Regions from separate parts of the Hordeum vulgare genome. Here region 1 is linked to region 2. Evidence: chromatin contacts called from public Hi-C data. All regions are on one chromosome and are shown on one strand. The core of a region is the stretch at or near the end of the contact, and the rest is flanking DNA. Distances in the headings are between cores, read along the strand shown. Region 1 holds the start of LOC123403483. Region 2 holds the start of LOC123403820.

What was found. A called contact is a pair of places that touch in the nucleus more often than the background predicts.
Region 1: a Hi-C map of leaf shows a contact between it and region 2, with 6 times the contacts expected there. The contact joins the promoter of LOC123403483 here to the promoter of LOC123403820 in region 2. A contact is called at or near these places in 1 of 6 Hi-C or Micro-C datasets (leaf) and 1 of 1 datasets of contacts at active chromatin or transcription factors (embryo).

What each region holds. Positions count from the first base shown.
Region 1 is chr6H:389,025,919-389,029,586 of MorexV3_pseudomolecules_assembly, reverse strand. LOC123403483 reads left to right here and starts at 1,463. Exons shown (of 2, transcript XM_045097418.1): 1 at 1,463-2,431; 2 at 2,532-3,545. The coding sequence starts at 1,463. The coding sequence ends at 3,377.
Region 2 is chr6H:388,443,052-388,446,918 of MorexV3_pseudomolecules_assembly, reverse strand. It overlaps LOC123403820, which reads left to right and starts at 1,345. Exons shown (of 10, transcript XM_045097737.1): 1 at 1,345-1,713; 2 at 3,286-3,520; 3 at 3,699-3,785. The coding sequence starts at 1,514.

The sequences.
Region 1 (3,668 bases), core at 214-2,713, 580 kb before region 2:
AAAAAAGAGGAAAGGAGATTAAAAATTGGTAGATTCACAAAGAGGATTTCTTCGTAAGTTTTTGGCGAGTAACCCAACCACTTCAAAAAATCCAGACGAGTTGGCGTTAGTTCTTGTGAAAGAACCAAGTAATGTGAATCTAGAAGATGATATCCATACAGAAGACAACGTTGACATCGACGCGGACGATAACAATGTGAGTGATCATGATCATAATTCATCTCCCACGGAACCTGCACTATTTATTTATATTTAGGGGCCCTAAATTTTAGTTTCGCCCCGGGCCCCCAAAATCTCAGGACCGACCCTGCTTACCCATGGAGTTTCATGCAGATTTGTTTTTTTTTCAAATGTCGACAGGAGAGCTACCAAATTCATTGATGAGAAGAAGGCATTACAAGAACATCTCCAGAGGAGGAATGCACCGCATAAAAGCAAATGCTAAAAAGGAAGAAAGAAAAAACGGACTGCTCAGTTTATTATGAAAAATCGGACAAAAATCATAACAAAGTTTAGCTAGACTAGACCTAAAACATCACAAAACATACAAAACGTCGGAAGGCGAAAATTTCACAACACAGATCACCTTCTTTGCTACTGAGAATGCAACACCGACGACCACCGTATTAGTTACCGTGCATGCTCCTTCCAGTTCTACTAACCTGCGGTGAAGAACCGGCAAGATAGCAATTCGTTCGAACGTACTACTACCATTCACTGCGGGTGGTCCCGTCCCGTTTCAAACGCCAACCATGATTGCCACCTGGGGCTGATGCTCCTTGCACGGCCAACACACGAGACAGAGTTAAGAAGGCATCAGCGAAATGGATCAATGACCCGGTGACGTACAACAGCTCACGTGCCCACCATTTGTCACACCCGTCACGTGATTAGGTGACACGATCAGATCCCCCGCCCTGGCTCTGGCGCGATAGCGCAATTAATTAGCGCTCCGATCCGATCGAGATCGAATCCGACCCGATCGAAAGCGGGAGAGGGGAAGATTGCGGCCGATGGCATGCACACGAGCTCCTCCAACGGTCGGCTCGGCTGCTGCCGTCGTTGGTCGGCGCAACGGTCGGATCCTTCTGGCGGGTGACGGCGCCAAAAGGAACCCATCTTTCCACGAGCGTGCACCCTCGTAGCCGTTGAGGCGTTTGAATCCCGGCGGATACGGGTTCCAGATGATGAGCTGATGAGCCAATCACACCCGGGGCCCACCCAACGGACACCAAACACAATCCAAGAGAGAGAGAGGAATTTCAAATCTCGCCTCGGCTGTGAGATGACCGTCATCGTCATACTCGCACCACGCGCACCGATCACGTACTTAATCCTCACATCACCTCCCCCGAAGCTCTGCATAAATACCAGCTCCACGCGTTCCAACCCCAGTCTTTCCATCCCTTCCCTCCTTCATTCCCACCCGGAGCTCCACGAAACATCCGTCGAGAGAGTCGCCATGGGGCTCTGTTTCAGCAAGAAGCAGCAGGACAAGCCGCCGCCGCCGCTTGTGACGCAGCCGAGCGCGGCTGCGGCCACCACCAAGCCCAAGAAGCCCGCCAAGGTCGCCGCCGCCGCCGCGGTGGTCGCCGGCGATGACAATGCCAAGAAGGCGCCGCAGCCGAGGAGGGCGTCCAACGCGGAGGAGCCCGCTGCGGCCGTCAAGAAGGCGGCGCCGGTCGTCGTGAAGGCTAGCAAGGCGGTCGCTGGCGGGGAGGAGGAGGAGAAGAAGGAGGAGGCCAGGCCGGTCGTGGTGGTGGCTAAGGGGCCGATGCCGGTGCGTACGTCCAGCTGCACCAAGGAGGAAGTGGACGCCATCCTCATCCAGTGCGGGCGGCTCAGCCGGAGCTCGTCCGGTAAGGCGCCGTCCGGCGAGACCGGGGGCGGCCACCGCTCCAAGAGGAGCTGCGACTTTGATCCAGCCGGGGCCGGTGGCGCGGACGAGGAGTGCGACTGGGAGAAGAACGGGGTCCCCGTGTCGAGGCCGTCGCCCCACCGGGGCTCGCCCCAGAGGAAGCGCTCGGGGAGCCGGGAGAGGACCAGCGGCGGGAGCCGTAGGTCGAGCCGATCGCCCGGACGGCGTGGCGAAGGAGGTGCGCCCTCTGCGACCTCGGCGGGCTCCGGCGCTGCCAGACAGCAGCCCGGGAAGATGGTCTCCGTTCCGGCGAGGGAGAAGGTGCGCGCCCCGTCGCCCGCGGCCGCGTCCGGGAAGAGGTGCGCGTCTCCGCGATCGAGCTCGCCTGCGAGGGTGACCGCGGCCAATGAGAATGCTGGAGGGGGACAGAAGACGGCGGCGCAAACGCCGGCGCTGAGCCGGAGCTCGTCAAGGAAGGCCGAGCAGTCGCCGCTCCGGCGCAGTCCCATGGCCGAGATCGACGAGAACTCCCTCCGAAATAACAACAGCAGCACCAACACCAAGCCCCAGAAGGTAAGAAACTAGTAGCAAAATTCGAGTTTTAACGCCATTTCTTTTGTAACTCCACATCTCAACATCCGATCGGCCGCTCACAATCTTCAAATTGATTCAGAAATCGACGGAGATTGCCGTCGCCACCCCGACCCGGAAGACCACGGAGCGCGCAAAGGAGCAGAGTTCTCAGAAGGAGAAGGCGGAGGAGACCATCGTTACGGCGTCGGAGACGAGAGCACCGTCGTCCAAGACCACCGAGACGCGCACGGTCGAGACCCCCGGCCGGAGGTCAGGCCGCCGGTCGCGCAGGGCGTCGCGCGACTTCGACCAGAACCCCGGCTTGTACGCCAGCCATCTCCTCGAGGACATCCAGCACTACCACACCTCCGCTACGGCCACCCCCGGAACGCCACCATCCTTCACGCTACCGGCCTGCGTCTCCAAGGCGCAGTCCATCGTCGACGCCGTCGCCGACCTCAACTCCTCATCGTCGGAGAGCCGCGCCCGCGAGCCCGATCGGAGCGTGGACGACAAGGCCTCTGTCAACGCGGCGGTCCGCGACGACGACCTTGACGCGCCGAGCGTGCACAAGTACGTGTCGGTGCGGGACATCCGTGGCAGCGGGGAGACGGAGCTGCAGGAGTCCGCGGGGAGTAACAGCCTCTCCGGCAACCTCTGGACGCCGTCGTGCGAGTCCACGGACCGGACGTGGAGCGGCTCACGGTCGTCGAACAATGGCGACGAGGTCGTCGAGCAGGTCACTAGCCACCACGGTGGCGCGCGCAGCCCGGTGAACCGGCCCAGGCAGAGCAAGCAGAGGGCGGCTGCGCAGTTTGAGCCAAGCGCCCGGTCGCGCGCCGGCAGCTCCGGCGTCAATGCGCACCGTGGACGCAGCGCTCACCGCGGCAGCGGCAGCGTGGCGAGCGGCCGATCGGGCGTCCGTGGCGTGTCGGCGAGCTCGTAGTGAGGGAGATTAGGCAAGATGTATGAGATGGTAGCGTTGCTAGCGGCAAGACGGATTGCTGCTTTCACAGTCAGATCTTAAGTGTTCTGTTTTGTGTTGGGTTGTTTGGCGATGCAGTTCAGATGTAGTGTTGCTAATGTTATCTAGACCTCATTATTTGGGAGCAAACTCGTATCCTCTATCAGGCGTAGACCTGTTGATCTGATGATCAGTTCTGGGTTATGGATTACCTGAAGCCTGAAGGTTTCCGATGCTTATACAATTGCCACCTGCCCGAGGAGTTAGGGGCAG
Region 2 (3,867 bases), core at 96-2,595:
GTTATTTCCAGTTATCGTTCTCACATAATTGCTTTATCTAAAAGCATTGCAAAATATGCATAACTCAGTAGAATGGTTAACCACACTCAAAATCATGTGGTTGAGATTCATCAGAATCACATAATTTGATTTATCAAGATACTTCCACTTGTGTTACTCAATACTTACAGGTTATATGAAGAGCAATATCATAAATTACATTGCTCGGACATTCCTTATCCCCGCAGATTTATAGAAAAGTGAGGAAATAATTTGCAAAGAAAACATTGTTGTAATCCAACAGATTATACACAATCCCGTGTTCATGTCAATGGAATTGATATGAGACATCCTCCATATTTGCAAAGTCCACGAGAAGTAATCTCCCAAACTATAACCTATTAACAATCATCAGATTGCATATATTGTACTCTTTTTCCCTTGATGAGTTCCCCCCTAATGGTTTCTCATAAAGGTTTTTAACAAGACAATATAAACACAAGTGTCTTTATATGCCATATCATTTTCTCCTTGTATTTTTCCCATTGGGTTTTAAAGGAGTTTTCAATGGCATGTACGATTGCACTTTTTTCCCTTATGAGTTTTCTTTCAAAGTTTCTCATAATAGTTTTCAGTGTGGCAATATCTTCGCAAAGATCATATGTCATACTTCCTATTTTTCCTATCATGGTTTTTAAACGAAGTACTCAAGACATATTAATTGTTCTCTAAACTTCTCGATGAGTTTTCTCCTTCAAAGGTTTTTCTCATATAAGTTATCAAGAGACAACAATCACCATATGTTGCATCATTTTCTCCTTACTTTTTCCACTCGGTTTAAAAGAGTTTTAGCAACGTATCTATTCTATCCTTTTCATTTTTTTTTCACAGGTTTTTTGGAAAGAATCTTAAGATTATATGGAAGATTTATCGAGATGGAAGATCTATATGCAAGAAGCTTTCATCAATGAAACTTTCAAAAAACGGTGTTGTACAAGGAAAGTGTTAGAAATTAATTAGCAAAGGATGTCCAACCCCGAACAGTCATGTCTCTTCCCTCTTTATTGTCAACAGACATGCCTCCGTACACCTTTTCCAGACGCATATGTACTTGATAATCAATAAAAATCAGGATTAATCGTCCATTCACTTTCATTCAATCTCATTTCCCTTGGACAGCAAAATTTCCGCTGTGCTGGCGGCTGGCGCGAAAGCGGACTACCTTGCCAACTCAGCCAGCCCCGTCAGCGCCGTCATCCTACACAGCTGGCGCTACCGTTTTTTTTTTTTTTAGTGTTAGTGTTGCGGCTGGTGCTACCTTTGGCCGGTACGGTACACCGCGGTGGAAGCGCACGAGACGTGCGTGCCGACACGGCGGAAGAAACCGAGGCGAGGAAACGAAGAGGGAAGGAACAGCAACCGGCAGCAGTAGCACAGCCCTCAAAGCAAGGGGAGGGAGGAAGGCTTCCAGTCCAATCAAAGCCCCCGAAGGGTCAAGGAGGAGTCGAGGCCTCGAGGGGGGAGCGAGGTCGGCATGGGGATCGTGGAGACGTGGGTGCGCGAGAAGCCCATCCGCACCTTCCTCGCCCGCCTCTCCCGCCAGTCGGCCGCCGCCTTCGTCGCCTCCACCACCTCCCGCTCCCCCGCGGCGGCCGATGGCGAGGGCGGCGGCGCCGACGGAGGCATCCCGCAGCTCTCGTCCGTCGCCAACTCGGTCGTCTCACGCTGCTCACGGTGCGCAGGGCCCCTTCCCAACCTCAAATTACTCGCTCCGGTAGCAGACTAGTAGTAGGGATCGAGGGTAGAAGTTCGATTCAAGCCATGTATATTACTCTTTGCTTCTCGACGCACTCACCCAACTGCTGCCGATTGCTTGCTCCAAAGCGTTCGATTGGTTCATCTGAGGCGTGTGGTGGAATGCTCCATGCATATCTGAGATCATCTTAGCCTGTTCAGCACCTACGATATGATTGGTCGCTGACTGTTAATTTAATTGGCTTAATTCAACAGGAAGCGCATGCGTGCTTTTCTGTATTACTTATTTTCTCCCCTTTTGTTAAACAAAATATAGCAGCGTGCTTTCATTCTCATCGTCGGCAGTAGACATCACACCAGTTATTGTCCTCAGGGTGGGTAGAGTACAAGAGTTGATGTATATAGAATACTCTCTTTTAGTTGGACACCTGGACATGAATTTATAGTGCTTCAATGGATCTCCCTTTGAGTTTCAGGGATTCACGTGGTTTTGGTGTATGACTGTTGACATTGACTTTCTTCATGCATAGGGCATAATATCTGTAATTTTTGACTTCACCATTTTGCTAGACTGCACATTCAATTGATATATTCTGCATCTGGCAGGATCCACTGAAAACAACGACCAATCAGCATAGTCACACCACTACGGTTAATCAAATTTTAGCTGCCATCCACTAAAACTAGCTCATATAGAGAGGATAATGAGGCTGCTGATTTTCTCTGCATAAACTGTTACATTCTGGAAGTCGAGAGATAATAATAGCCAGTTATTTCTGGACATTTGTATGACACGCTTCGATACTTCGGTAATGTGCACATGTCATTACTCATCATATATAAAATGAGCAATTGGCGGTGATGTCCTGTTTCCTTCTACCTGTACTAACCGCAGAAATTGAATGGTGGGGCTGCTGATTTTCTGTGCATGAACACTTACATTGTGGAAATCGAATGCAATAATAGCTATCCATTTCTTGACATTTATACGACACACTTCGATTTTGATACTCTGCTAATGTCAACATGTCGATACTCCTACTAAAGGTAATAATTGATTGTGCCATACAATTGTTGAGACACACAGGATTGCCAGATTGCTCATCACCCAACTTAAATATGTTTTGCGAAGACATCCTGATCTATGACGAATTTGTGGATATGCCTAGCAACACCTCAATTTCATAAGTAATTAGCCTAACATGCAGTAAAAAGTTGTGGCCCATAGCAACGCACCAGGTTTCTTGCTAGTAATTGCAAGATATACAGCGGTTCTTAATGTATCTGGTCTTGTTGTGAGAGAGAAAGTAAAGCAGCATAAGTTAGCCACAGTCGAATCAGCTAAATCCGAGCGCACCTTTTTGATGAAGTCAAGTTCTATACTTTGAAGAACTTTGTAATTAGCCTTAAAAACATGACATCACCCTATTCGCTCCTAAAATTTCCACTTCATATCGTTGCTGTGATGTCTGACAAGCTTCTACTTCAGTTCCTCTCAAAACGATTAGTTCTAAAGTCAAGTGCTTAGTTTTCTCAATTTTACAATTTCAGGATTCTTGCTGTTGCAACTGAGAACTTGCAGCAAAGTTATGAGGCTGATTTCCCAGATAATTGTAAGGAACCCAATACATATGCCAGAGAACTATTAGAGTACTGCTGCCACAAAGCTCTCCATGAAGTAACTACACGTCCAGACTATTTGGCTGATATGAATCTTCGACGTTTAATGTTTGATATGATGCTTGCTTGGGAAAACCCAGGTTCTGAGGAAGGATTGCTAAAAAATGTGAGAAATCTTCATTGCCGCAGTTGCTCACCATATACCATTCGTCTTCCCTTTTTTCTTTATCAAACAGTCGTGTTTGAAACATAAATAAGTAAATGACACCTGCATTTTCTGAAGAGAAGTTTACAGTTCTAACTTTATGATATTCATCATTCTTTCTATTTATTGTGATTGTCAGAATTCTACCTTGTGTAATCCCGTGGATATTGAAGATGAAGACGAGGGATCAATTTTCTATACGAATTCCACAAGTTTAGCTGTTCAAGTTAGTTCTGTTTACAAAACATTGATTTTTTTGTTACAACCACATTTCTTCATGTGTGTGCACATGATGATTTAGTGCTGTT